Regions from separate parts of the Mus musculus genome. Here all the other regions are linked to region 3. A link is a contact called in public promoter capture Hi-C data. All regions are on one chromosome and are shown on one strand. Each heading gives the region's core, a stretch centred on a gene start, on an enhancer-like site or on the middle of the called end of the contact. The rest is flanking DNA. Distances are from core to core; before and after follow the strand shown.

Region 1 (2,700 bases), core at 50-2,549, 110 kb after region 3:
TCTGATCCTGTGTGCATGCCACCCGGACAAATGGACACAGAGACTTTCTTCTCTATAGATCGCAGAAGATTGTTCAACTTTACAGCTTCTTCTTCACAATGGCTGTGTCAGGCAGTGTCACATTGCTCATTACTTATTAGGGGAAAGAGGTTCTTCTCTTTAGTGTTTCAGACGGTTAAAGGCACAGTACCTGCGTTGGTTCTGTCCTGCTAAGGGCAGCAGAGTCTCAGGAGGACAGAGGAAATGATCGGCAAGTGTGCACAATGTCTTTAGAGCTCACATGGTCTAGAGGCCTCCTACACCCCACAAAGGCTTCCCATCACACACACACACACATACCCCAGCACCCATGTCAACCAGATGAACACGTATTAGCACATGGCTGATAGCCCGTGTTTAAAACCTAGCATGGACTTTGGGCTTGGTGTTAGGAAGAGACAGTTGCTTCCTGTCATCTGTTGTCTAGACTCTGAAAGGGAAAATGACTTGCATGTTTAATCTTGAACCCCTTAGTCAAGGAAAGTTTTATGCCTCCTCCCCAGTTCTTTTTTTTTTTGAGACCCTCAAATTGAATTTTAATGGAGTTCGATACATCCATTTGATACTGCTAAGAAGAAGACTTTTGCTATCAAAAAGCTTGCTTTTTTTTTTCTGCCATCAATCTCCCTAGCTATTACAACCTTATTGGATTAAGTTTACCTGCATACCCAACAGCTAAAGACACTCACAGTGATCTCCATAGAGATATGTTCTGTGAATAGATAAAGCAATTGTTTTTAACAACTTTTTTAAAAAAGACCAGAGGCAGAGTTTACTGTATTCTTGGGAGTTGTACTGCCTATCTTTCCTTGGTACCCTGTCTCATTTCTGGTAGGCTTTGGGACGTTAGGGCCAGTGTCTGCTTTCTTGGCTTCTTAAGGCTGCCAGTATTTTCAAATGGTGACAGTAGGTCCTGAAGCAGGTGTGGTGACGTGTGAGCAGACAGTCACACTCATTTGTAACTTTGTGTCCACAGGTGGAAGCAAAGAGGATCAGACAAAAGGCTGATTCTCTCTCAAACCTGGTGACCAGACAAACGGATGCATTCACGCGTGTGCGAAACAATCTGGGGAACTGGGAAAAAGAAACACGGCAGCTTTTACAGACTGGAAAGGATAGGAGACAGGTACCTTCTGTCAACCGCTCGCTCAGCCAATAAGCAAGCACGCACTGAATGCCGACTGTATGGGTGGAAATAGCCAGAGCCACAACCATAAACCCTCCAAAGGTCATGATGCCACTGGTTACAGAGGGAGTAACCAAGACTGGAATTTTGATGGAATTAACCCCACCCATTGAGTCAGCATTTGAACCTAGGAAGAGAACCCAGGTCTTGTAGGTCTCATTTTAGTCCAAGTCTGTCTATCTTAGATTCAGGAACTAGCTAGTGTTTAAGATTGTGATTTGCAAAACTATTCCTGCCCCTTAGGGTGGAAAGAGTTGTAGACTTTCCTCTAAAAGACATATATTACAAAGTTTGTTCCTGATCAGATACTAGAGGGCTCTGCTCCAGCACCCCTAGACTGCGGTGAGTCACAGCACAGCACTCTGGTGTCACGGAAAAGTTGTGTCAGGGTGATTTTGCTAGCAGGAATGCACTCATTCTGATCTTGTTCTATTTACAGACTTCAGATCAGCTGCTTTCCCGTGCCAACCTTGCTAAAAACAGAGCCCAAGAAGCGCTAAGTATGGGCAATGCCACTTTTTATGAAGTTGAGAACATCCTGAAGAACCTCCGAGGTTAGTGCTGTGTGATCCAGATTTAAAGGGACAGTCACGATTCATCTAAATGCTCCTTTGCCTCCTTAAATGGTGGGTGTATTTGGGTTATTAATAGATGCTTAGTCACTATCTTACTAAGGTAATGATGATCTCATTAGTACTTGACCTAGGTGGTGGAAGTCATTCCACCTAAGTGCTAGGAGTCCTGAGTTCTGATCCTCACTGGACCCTAGGACCAGCTCAAGCTCTCTGCGTGACCTTTCTAGATCCCTGTGTCCTACTTAAGGGGACCAGGCGATCTCTAGGGTCCTTCATACCCAGTATGTCACAACTGTGTTGATAGTCTCCTTTCCTTGGGTGGCTTGGTTGCTTCCAATATGCCTTCTCTGAGGTAATGACTTGTGACTCCCAGGGAGTCTGAGGTGTATCTTGAAGATACTTGGTTTAAAAGTCAGCATTATTCACTAGCAAACAAAAGGGAATCATTTCTAAAGACTTAGGATTCTCTTCATAGAAAGTTCCTCTATACCTACTGCAACCACACCCCAACTCTGCAACCACACCCAACTCTCTGTGACTACACCCCAACTCTGCTCTTTGGCTTCAGGCTTGGACTTAAATCTTCAGTCTTTAAAGAGAGTCACCTGTTCTTTGTCTACTTTGGATGTTGATATCCTTGCAGTGGTGGGGACCTAGGGCAAGCTGACAGCTCCCTCAGTGGCTCCTTTGAGATTTTTTTCTCTTGGGAAAGAAAGGCTAATCCCAGCTGCAGCATCTCACCCCTAGCTAGTAATCGGTCCCTTTCAGGAATTTTTCCTCAGAACACCAGGCACTCTCATTCAGTTGTCTCTGTGGCAATTTTTTTTTTCTTTTCTCTTCTTTTTTTCTTCATTCTAGAGTTTGATCTGCAGGTTGAAGACAGAAAAGCAGAGGCTGAAG
Region 2 (2,752 bases), core at 176-2,675, 110 kb before region 3:
TCAGACTTGGGAAGTGGCCAGCTGCTTTGAGACTATGAGGTTGGGAACTGGTGTTGTTGTTGTTGTTGTGTTGTTTTGTTTTGTTTTTAAACAGGTATCCCTATGCAGCCCTGGTATGTAGACCAGGCTATCCTTAGACTCACAGAGACCTACCTGCCTCTACTTCCTGAGTGCTGGAACAAAAGGCTGGCCAGCTCAGGAACTGTTTTTGGAGCAGAGTCTTCTAATAGGTCAGGCTGACCTGGATCTTACTATGTAGCCCAGGCTAGCCTCAGACTTGAGTCTCAGCCTCCCAGGTGCCCAGTTCATAATCTTATTTTATTCTACTTCCTTGAAAATTCTCTCCTGTAACTGCCAATTTCTTTTCGCCATTCCCTAGACATCTGCAGTCTCTCTAGGTTTTTATTTTTTAGTGTCTCTTCTCATGATATTTCTCCAGAGGGACTTGCATCTGCTTTCTTCAATGGATAACTTCTAAGGTACTTTCAAATTCCAGCACAAGTATGGCTACTTGGTGAAGGAAGTCCCCATATAATTAAATAATCACTCCAATGGTGTCAACAAACTCCCTGTGGTGGTTTGAATGAATAATATTCCCCTGTCTTGTCAGCTTGACATAAGCTAGAATTATCTGAAAGGAGGAAGCCTCAAAGTGAGGAAAGGCCTCCATATGGTCGGGCTGTAAGGCATTTTCTTATTTAGTGATCAATGTAGGAGAGCCCAGTCCATTGTGGGTGAGACTTTCCCTGGGCTGGGTTCCATAAGAAACCAGACTGAGCAAGTCATGGAAGCAAGCCAGTAAGCAGCATCCCTCCGTGGCTTCTGCATCAGTTCCTGCCTCCAGGTTCCTGCCCTGCTTGAGTTCCTGTCCTGACTTCCTTTGATGATGAACTGTGATGTGGAATCATAAGCTGAATGAATTCCTTTCTCCTCAAGTTGCTTTGGTCATGGTGTTTCATCACAGCACTAGTAACCCTAACTAAGACATCCTCATAGCATCGGGTATTTGAACACTCAGTTCCAGGTTGGTAGAGCTGTTTAGGGAGGTTTATGTGGCTCAGCCTTGCTGGAGGAAGTACATCACCTGGAGAGAGCTTTGAGATTATATAGCTTTCCCCCACTTCTGGTTCATTCTCTCTGCTTAGTGCTAGTACATGAAGATATGCCCTCTCAGCTTCCTAAGCCTGATAGCATCTTGCTGGATTCCTCCCTACCAGGACAGACTCTTTCTTCTCCCTCTGCAACTGTAAGCCCAAGTAAGCTCTCTGTTATAAGTTCCCTCAGTTATGATCATGATAACAGGAAAGTAACCAATTCTCCTCCCACATCTCTGGCCCAAGTTGTCCACAAACTCAAGATCCTCCTGCCTCAGTCTCTTGAACACTGAGATTTATATGTTGAGTTGTGCAATCGTGTTTCCCAATCAGATGGAACCATGTGACTTCTGGTCAAAGAGCTAATTCCAAACCCCTTGAGTCACTGTATGACCCAACTCTGTCTTCTGTTGGCAGCCAGGAACGACTTGTGATGAAATGGTCTAAACATACCACATTTCTGGAATGGCTTTGAAGAGTTCTCTGAACCTTGTTGCTCTGGACGAACTTGTGTTGCTTAAGACACTTTGGAGTTTATCTGCTACAGGGGTATGACTTTAATGAGTCTAACTCCATTCGTTACATAGCTGTATTTAGCTTCTTGTTACATTGAATTCTAATGGATTATTTGTCTCCCACAAAATTACTAGAAATTTCAAGTTTAGATACTATGTATTATTTTGCATCTAACACGATGTTATGATCAAGCTGAACTTGTTAAAAATTGAACTTAGATTTAGTTTCCAGCTGTTGTGTTCCCTACTTCAGTGACTGTCACCCCCTAACCAGCCACCCCTACCAGAAGCTAGAAATACTTTTCTTATTGTTCTCTTACTTAAGCCAAGAAGCACCTAGGAGGTACTTGTTGCTCCTTATATCTTTAGTTTGTCATAGTTTATCATGCTTCTTACATTTGGATTCTCTCCCCTCAAAACCATTTTTTTTTGAAGCTGGAGAGATGGCTCAGTGGTTATGAGCACTGATTGCTCTTGCAGAGGAGCCTGGGTTCAAGTCCCAGCACTCACATGGCAGCTCAGAACTCTCTTTAACTTTAGTTCCAGGGGCATCTGACACCCTCTTCTGGTCTCCGGAAAGCAGGCATGTATGTGATACACAGACATATACCCATACACATACAATAAAGATAAAGGAATCTTTAAAAACATTTTTGTTCAGTAATGGGTATTGAACACAGGAACTTGTGTATTCTAGGCAGGCACTGAGCTAGAGCCTCTCCTTTCTATAATTAAAAATTACACTTATTTATTTTGTATGTATGTAAGAGCACACAAGTGTCATGGTGCTTGTGTGGAGGCATAAGACAGCTTTGAGGGTCAGGTCTCTCCTTGTGGGCTCTGGGGGCTGAACTTAGGTTGTCAGGCTTGGCAGCATGTGCCTTACCTACTGAGCCCTTTCAAAAGTTGTGTGTGTGTGTGTTGTATGTGTGTGTGTGTATATCTGTGTATATATACATGAATGTGAGTGTATGTGTATGTATAGTATATATATGAATATGTGTGTGAATGTGTTTGTGTATGTCTGTGTCGTGTATATATGAATTGTGTGTATGTATGTCTGTGTAGTGTATATATGAGTGTGTGTGTCTGTGCAGTGTATTATGAATATGTGTGTGTATATGAATGTGTGTGCGTGCACTA
Region 3 (2,700 bases), core at 124-2,623:
CTGTTCAGACTGCCAAGACAAGACTCTCTGCCGTATCGGCTTCTGTGTGAGACAACACAGGCCTAGAGAACCTGGTCCAGTGCCTTAGGTTTTACTGCTCTCCCTGGAGATTTGCATCTGTTGCTTTCTCTGTCTCCCCACCCTAGCCTGCGCCTGCAATCCCTACGGGACAGTGCAGCAACAGAGCAGCTGTAACCCGGTGACCGGACAGTGCCAGTGTCTGCCTCATGTGTCTGGCCGCGACTGCGGTACTTGTGACCCTGGCTACTACAACCTGCAGAGCGGGCAAGGCTGCGAGAGGTGAGACTTGAGTCTGTGTAAAGTGATCCTTGTTGTCTTTGTCTTAAGAAGTACATCTTTCCAAGCTACTCTAAGCAGCTGGCTTGAGGTTGCTTAGGAATTGTTTCCAGTGTCTTATGCAGGAAAGGCGCTGTGTAAATAGGGGACAGAAGGGATAGATAGCATAGTGGCAGTTCTGATGTGTCAGACACTAATTCTTTTTTTTTTTTTAAGATTTATTTATTTTATTTATGTGAATACAATGTAGCTGTCTTCAGACACACCAGAAGAGGGCATCCCATCCTATTACAGATGGTTGTGAGCCACCATGGGGTTGCTGGGAATTGAACTCAGGACCTCTGGAGGAGCAGTCAGTGCTCTTAACTGCTGAGCCATCTCTCCAGCCCTCAGACATTTCAAAATGCAGATTGCAAGGTTTCTTCTGAGACAGACTCATCAGGGCTGCAGCCTGGGAGTCTGTCCAGTTCTCTGTCAGTAGGGTTTAGTGTGGACCTAAGGGAACAACCCCTAACATTCTGATGAGTCGTCCTTAGCGTGCTGTCTTCCAGATGAGAATGTTGCCCACTCTCTGCCCCTCCTACCCTAGAAACATCTTGTGCTTCTCCTCAGGTGTGACTGCCATGCTTTGGGTTCCACCAATGGGCAGTGTGACATCCGCACCGGGCAGTGTGAGTGCCAGCCTGGCATCACCGGCCAGCACTGTGAGCGCTGTGAGACCAACCACTTTGGGTTTGGACCTGAAGGCTGCAAACGTAAGACATGGTGACTTGCAGTGCAGTGTCTCCCATGCCAGTTAGTGCGTTACAGGCCTGATAGCCTCTGTGGCCACGAAAGAAACCTCCTGTGACTATCAGAAAACTCTGGAGATCGAGGGCCTTTGGTTCCTCTGGTACCACCCTGTTGATGTCTCCTTTTCTAGTTTTTTTATACTTATTTCTCCTTGTAATTTTGTTTTCTAAAGAAAAAAAAATCCCCCCTGAAGCACTGAGCGTGTCCACTCTGCTTATTAAGGCTTCCTGACTACCTCGGCTCTGCAGATAAAGAAGCAGCCGTGGCTCTGCTCGGCCGCTATTGGCTTGCTTCGGCTCCACCCTTGGAGCCCATTTGGTTTGGTTGCATATAAACATCTGCTTCTCCTTGGCATAAACACTTGCCTGGAAATCAGAACAGTTTGGATTTTTTTGCTTTCTGAATTCCTTCATTTCTTGTGTGGAATGTAGAAATTCCAAAGAGAAAACAAACTGTAAAGAAGCGCAGGAAGTGTTAGGTTAGCATTTGGGTTTTCTTATTTCTTAGAGAAATTTAAAGATGAAAGTAGAGAGGAGTCCCAGAAGCATATGAGAAAGAGCGCTACATCATTTAATATACTGTGTGTGTTCTCTGTGTAGCTCAGGCTGACCTCACTTCCCCTTCCTCTACCTCCCAGAGACATATTCTCTACCATGCCTGACATTCGTGTAATTTTTATACCACATTGAGGTCATGTGCCCCAAGGGATTGCTGAGGTGACTCAGTTGATAAAGTGCTTGCCATTCGAGCAGGAGAGCCTGAGTTCAGATCCCCAGCACCCATATAAAAAGGCAGGTGTGTATCTGTAACGAGGCCGAGGCAGGTAGATCCCTGGAGCTCACTGGCCAGCAGCTCGGGTTGAGATGCAAGTCTCAAAATATAAGGGAGATCTAGGCACAGTGGCACACACCTTTAATGCTGACACAGCAGCTCTTTAGAGACCTGGACCTAATTCCAGGTAAAGGTAGGCAGAGCTCTTGTGAGTTTGAAGCCATCCCGGTCTCCATAGTGAGTTCCAGGCCAACCAGGGCTGCATAATGAGACTCTGTCTCAAAAATACACACACACAAAAATAAACAACAGAAATTAGGTAAACGGTGGTAGAGATGAACAGATACCCAGTGTTGACCTCTGACCTTTGTAAGCATATACATGCACATGTATGCACACATGCCACATGCTGCCCATATTACTTCACAACCTAGTTTTCCTTTTAAAATGTCTATCTTGCCTGCTACATGGACTTAGCTATTTAAAAGTCTCATAAGTGAATTTTTCATAAGTACACATGATGATGGTACAGTCAGTCCGAGTTAAAATGGGAATTGTCTCCTCATTCCTTAGCTTGTGACTGTCACCATGAAGGATCCCTTTCACTCCAGTGTAAAGAGGACGGCCGTTGTGAATGCAGGGAAGGCTTTGTGGGCAATCGCTGTGACCAGTGTGAAGAGAACTATTTCTACAATCGGTCCTGGCCTGGCTGCCAGGAGTGTCCGGCTTGTTACCGACTGGTGAAGGATAAGGTAAGCTGTCAGTAGGGCATTCACTCATTCATTCATTCATTTGTTCGTTCATTCACTCATTCCTTCAGCAGACATGAAGTAGAAACTC
Region 4 (2,700 bases), core at 149-2,648, 84 kb after region 3:
CACCATGAAGTTGCTGGGAATTGAACTTAGGGCCTCTGGAAGAGCAGTCAGTGCTCTTAACCTCTGAGCCATCTCTCCAGCCCCAGCTACCTTTCTCATACAGCCCAAACCCACCTGCCTAGGAATGGTGTTGCCTACTGTGGGCCAGGCTCTCTTATACCAGTTACATGTCAAGAAAATACCCCATAGGCTTGCCCACAAGCTATTCTCATGGAGGTAGTTCCCTCTTCCCGGGTGTAAGTTGACAACCAAGATTAATTGTCATAGCATCCTTACTCCACCATTGCTATTACCAAGGGAATAATGACACCCACATATACTTTTGTGACTTCTTCATGTGGGGCTGTTTAATTTTATCATTATACAAATACTATATACAACTGGGATTATCATTACACTCATTTTAATAAGAAGATACTTAAACCATGAAAAATTCAAATGCCCAATGCTACTGGTAATGATAGAGCCCGTTTGGAGACCCAGAGATTCGGCACCTGGATGCATGCATTTGGCTTTCCTTGGGGAACCAAGAGGGACACAGAGGCTTCTCCCCCATTCCAACCAGGGACCCACTGGACCTCAGCAAACTTTGTGTAGAAGACTTTTTCTCTGCCCAATTGCTGGCTCCTTTTGTTTGAAACACCTGCTTTCCACCCTCAGATTCTTTTATTGAAGGAGGACTCAGACTGTCTTCCTTCAATGTACGCTGCCTATCACACAGCAATCACAGAGGTACAGAGCTTAGAGGTAGCAGGGGGAGTCTGGTGGTGAATAATTTGCCAGAAAGAAAATTGGCAGAGGAATTTTTGAGAGCAAGGGAAAAGCTAACTAAACCCTCTGGGCTTAAACTGCTTCATCTGCTGACATCAGCAGCCTGCCCAATGTTTCTGGTAATGATGGACCCTAGACTTAACCTGCTCTCGTTACTTTTCTTGACCTAGCAAGACCCCAGCTGTTGCTTTTCTAGACTTAACCTGCTTAGTTACTACTTTTCAAGACTTAGCCAGCTTTTACTCATTTTCTAAGTTTAGCTTGCTCTTAATTATTGCTCTTCTAGACTTCACTGCTCCTAGTTACTTGCCTAAGTTGCTTCTGAGCAGCATCTGTCTTGGAGGAATAGATAACACCTCTGCAGTGAGGGTCTTGAGGGCAGCGGCTGCACACGTTCAGACGGCTGACTGACTTCCAGCCACCTGTCCCCATACATCAGCCCATGAATAGCTCCAAACTCATTTCCACCTGTGGCTACATCCTGAATAAACTCTTTTGCAAAACTTGTCCTTCCAACAATTGTTATACTACATGACAGGCAAAACAAGCTTGACTTAGTAATAACTTGGCATGCTAGCCAGGAGCAAAGTCCAGATAGAATTCTGGCCAGTGGCTTTTTGGCTGTTTGCTGGTATTGAAATATTGTTGATGAGTTTAGGCAGCTGTCTGGGCCACTTGTCTCAAGGACCGTCCCCCCAAGACCTTTCCTGGTTTGACACTGTTAATGTTTTATGCATCATTTCGCTTTTGTAGTAGAAAAACAGTGTGCTAGGAACATGTATGGTTTGGTGAATGACTTCAGTATAAGCCTCCTTCCCCCTCTGCCTTTCTATTCTCCTCCTTTCTCCCTGATTTTTTTGTTTGTTTGTTTTGCTTTTTTTGTTTTTGTTTAGTATTATTGTGTGCTTTATTGTTTTGGTTTTGAGACAAGGCCTTGTTATGTAGCTCAGGCTAGCCTCAAATGTTCTCCTGCCTCCGTCTCCACAGAACTGGAGTTATAAAGTAGGAGTTTCAACAAGTCAGTTTAAAATGTCCTGTTTCTCCTCCCTCTGGTTTGGCCTTCATCATGAGGATCCTGGTTTGGGGACATGGATAGTAGAAAAAGATGGGGCATCTCTATCCACAAGTCCACTTGGTTCTGTTTGGTTCCTGAAGTCTGATTCTGGGTTCAGCACGAATAACCAGAAATGCATGCCCCTGACCGGCAGTTTGCAGCAGTAGAAAATGTTAGTTCTGACTGAATACAGACCATTGGATTGCAGCCTTCAAACCTAGGTGATGCTAAGCTGTGGATTCATGGAAAGGAAACATATGCTAATTAGCTATAATACCTAGTAGCTACAGAGTTCTTTATACTCCAGACAAAAATTAAATGAAAATAGACTAGGCTTGATAATGTCACTTCCCTGACACTCCTATTTACAGTCCTTTGCCCAGACAGGCACATCTTCCTGGCCTTACTGGCACTACCCTAGCCATTGTCTAGACTTTCTTTCTTCTGGGCCTTTGCATAGATTACTCTCTTCTATCCTTCTCTGGCCTTTTAGATCACTTTCTCGTTGTTTTCCTGGTTCCCACACTCTAGCCACAACCCCTGCTTCGAAGGAGCAGTATGTGTTGTGTTCATCCCTTTTCCTACAAAGCTATGAAGCACTCGAGGGAGCACCACGTGTCCCATCATCTCCTCCAGGGCCCCCCCTTATTTCCCCCACTGTGCATATATGAGTCTACTTTTATTTTGGCTCTCACATTTGCTATCAGCATTTGGATTTTCCTCTCACCAGAACTTTGTCTTGTTCATGGCTGGGTTCAGTGCCTGAAGTCGAGGAAGGGAAAGAGGCACCATGGGGGTGTTCCAGCATGGCTGCCATTATACATCACTGCTGTTGCTGTTCCCCACCTTGAAACCCCAAGAATCAGGGATGGTTC

The links. Capture Hi-C pulls out chosen DNA fragments and counts their contacts.
Region 1: a contact with region 3 is called in a promoter capture Hi-C map of adipose tissue. The contact joins two enhancer-like sites. A contact is called at or near these places in 9 of 484 Hi-C or Micro-C datasets (the N1E-115 cell line, cortical neurons, embryonic fibroblasts and 6 more), 3 of 115 datasets of contacts at active chromatin or transcription factors (embryonic fibroblasts, embryonic stem cells and fibro-adipogenic progenitors) and 2 of 9 other capture datasets (adipose tissue and pancreatic islet).
Region 2: a promoter capture Hi-C map of adipose tissue shows a contact between it and region 3. The contact joins two enhancer-like sites. A contact is called at or near these places in 1 of 484 Hi-C or Micro-C datasets (the G1E-ER4 cell line), 4 of 115 datasets of contacts at active chromatin or transcription factors (embryonic stem cells, heart atrium, large pre-B cells and 1 more) and 3 of 9 other capture datasets (adipose tissue, liver and pancreatic islet).
Region 4: a promoter capture Hi-C map of adipose tissue shows a contact between it and region 3. The contact joins two enhancer-like sites. A contact is called at or near these places in 7 of 484 Hi-C or Micro-C datasets (cerebral cortex, embryonic stem cells, muscle stem cells and 3 more), 1 of 115 datasets of contacts at active chromatin or transcription factors (embryonic stem cells) and 4 of 9 other capture datasets (adipose tissue, embryonic stem cells, liver and 1 more).

Annotation. Positions count from the first base shown.
Region 1 is chr1:153,129,115-153,131,814 of GRCm38.p6, reverse strand. Lamc2 (laminin, gamma 2) reads left to right here. Exons shown (of 24, transcript NM_008485.3): 19 at 1,016-1,165; 20 at 1,665-1,779; 21 at 2,659-2,700. Among named protein-coding and RNA genes, the nearest start is that of Lamc2, 56 kb to the left of the region's middle. Within about 2 kb of position 1,299, at least 126 of the 459 cell types and tissues checked have an H3K27ac peak or open chromatin away from gene starts, as enhancers often do. A contact at or near this core is called in adipose tissue, where this site is marked.
Region 2 is chr1:153,349,959-153,352,710 of GRCm38.p6, reverse strand. No RefSeq gene overlaps it. Among named protein-coding and RNA genes, the nearest start is that of Lamc1, 19 kb to the right of the region's middle. Within about 2 kb of position 1,425, at least 25 of the 459 cell types and tissues checked have an H3K27ac peak or open chromatin away from gene starts, as enhancers often do. A contact at or near this core is called in adipose tissue, where this site is marked.
Region 3 is chr1:153,240,229-153,242,928 of GRCm38.p6, reverse strand. Lamc1 (laminin, gamma 1) reads left to right here. Exons shown (of 28, transcript NM_010683.2): 15 at 147-300; 16 at 910-1,052; 17 at 2,434-2,612. Among named protein-coding and RNA genes, the nearest start is that of Lamc2, 55 kb to the right of the region's middle. Within about 2 kb of position 1,373, at least 7 of the 459 cell types and tissues checked have an H3K27ac peak or open chromatin away from gene starts, as enhancers often do. A contact at or near this core is called in adipose tissue, where this site is marked.
Region 4 is chr1:153,155,894-153,158,593 of GRCm38.p6, reverse strand. The region is part of intron 4 of Lamc2 (laminin, gamma 2); the gene reads left to right. Among named protein-coding and RNA genes, the nearest start is that of Lamc2, 29 kb to the left of the region's middle. Within about 2 kb of position 1,398, at least 7 of the 459 cell types and tissues checked have an H3K27ac peak or open chromatin away from gene starts, as enhancers often do. A contact at or near this core is called in adipose tissue, where this site is marked.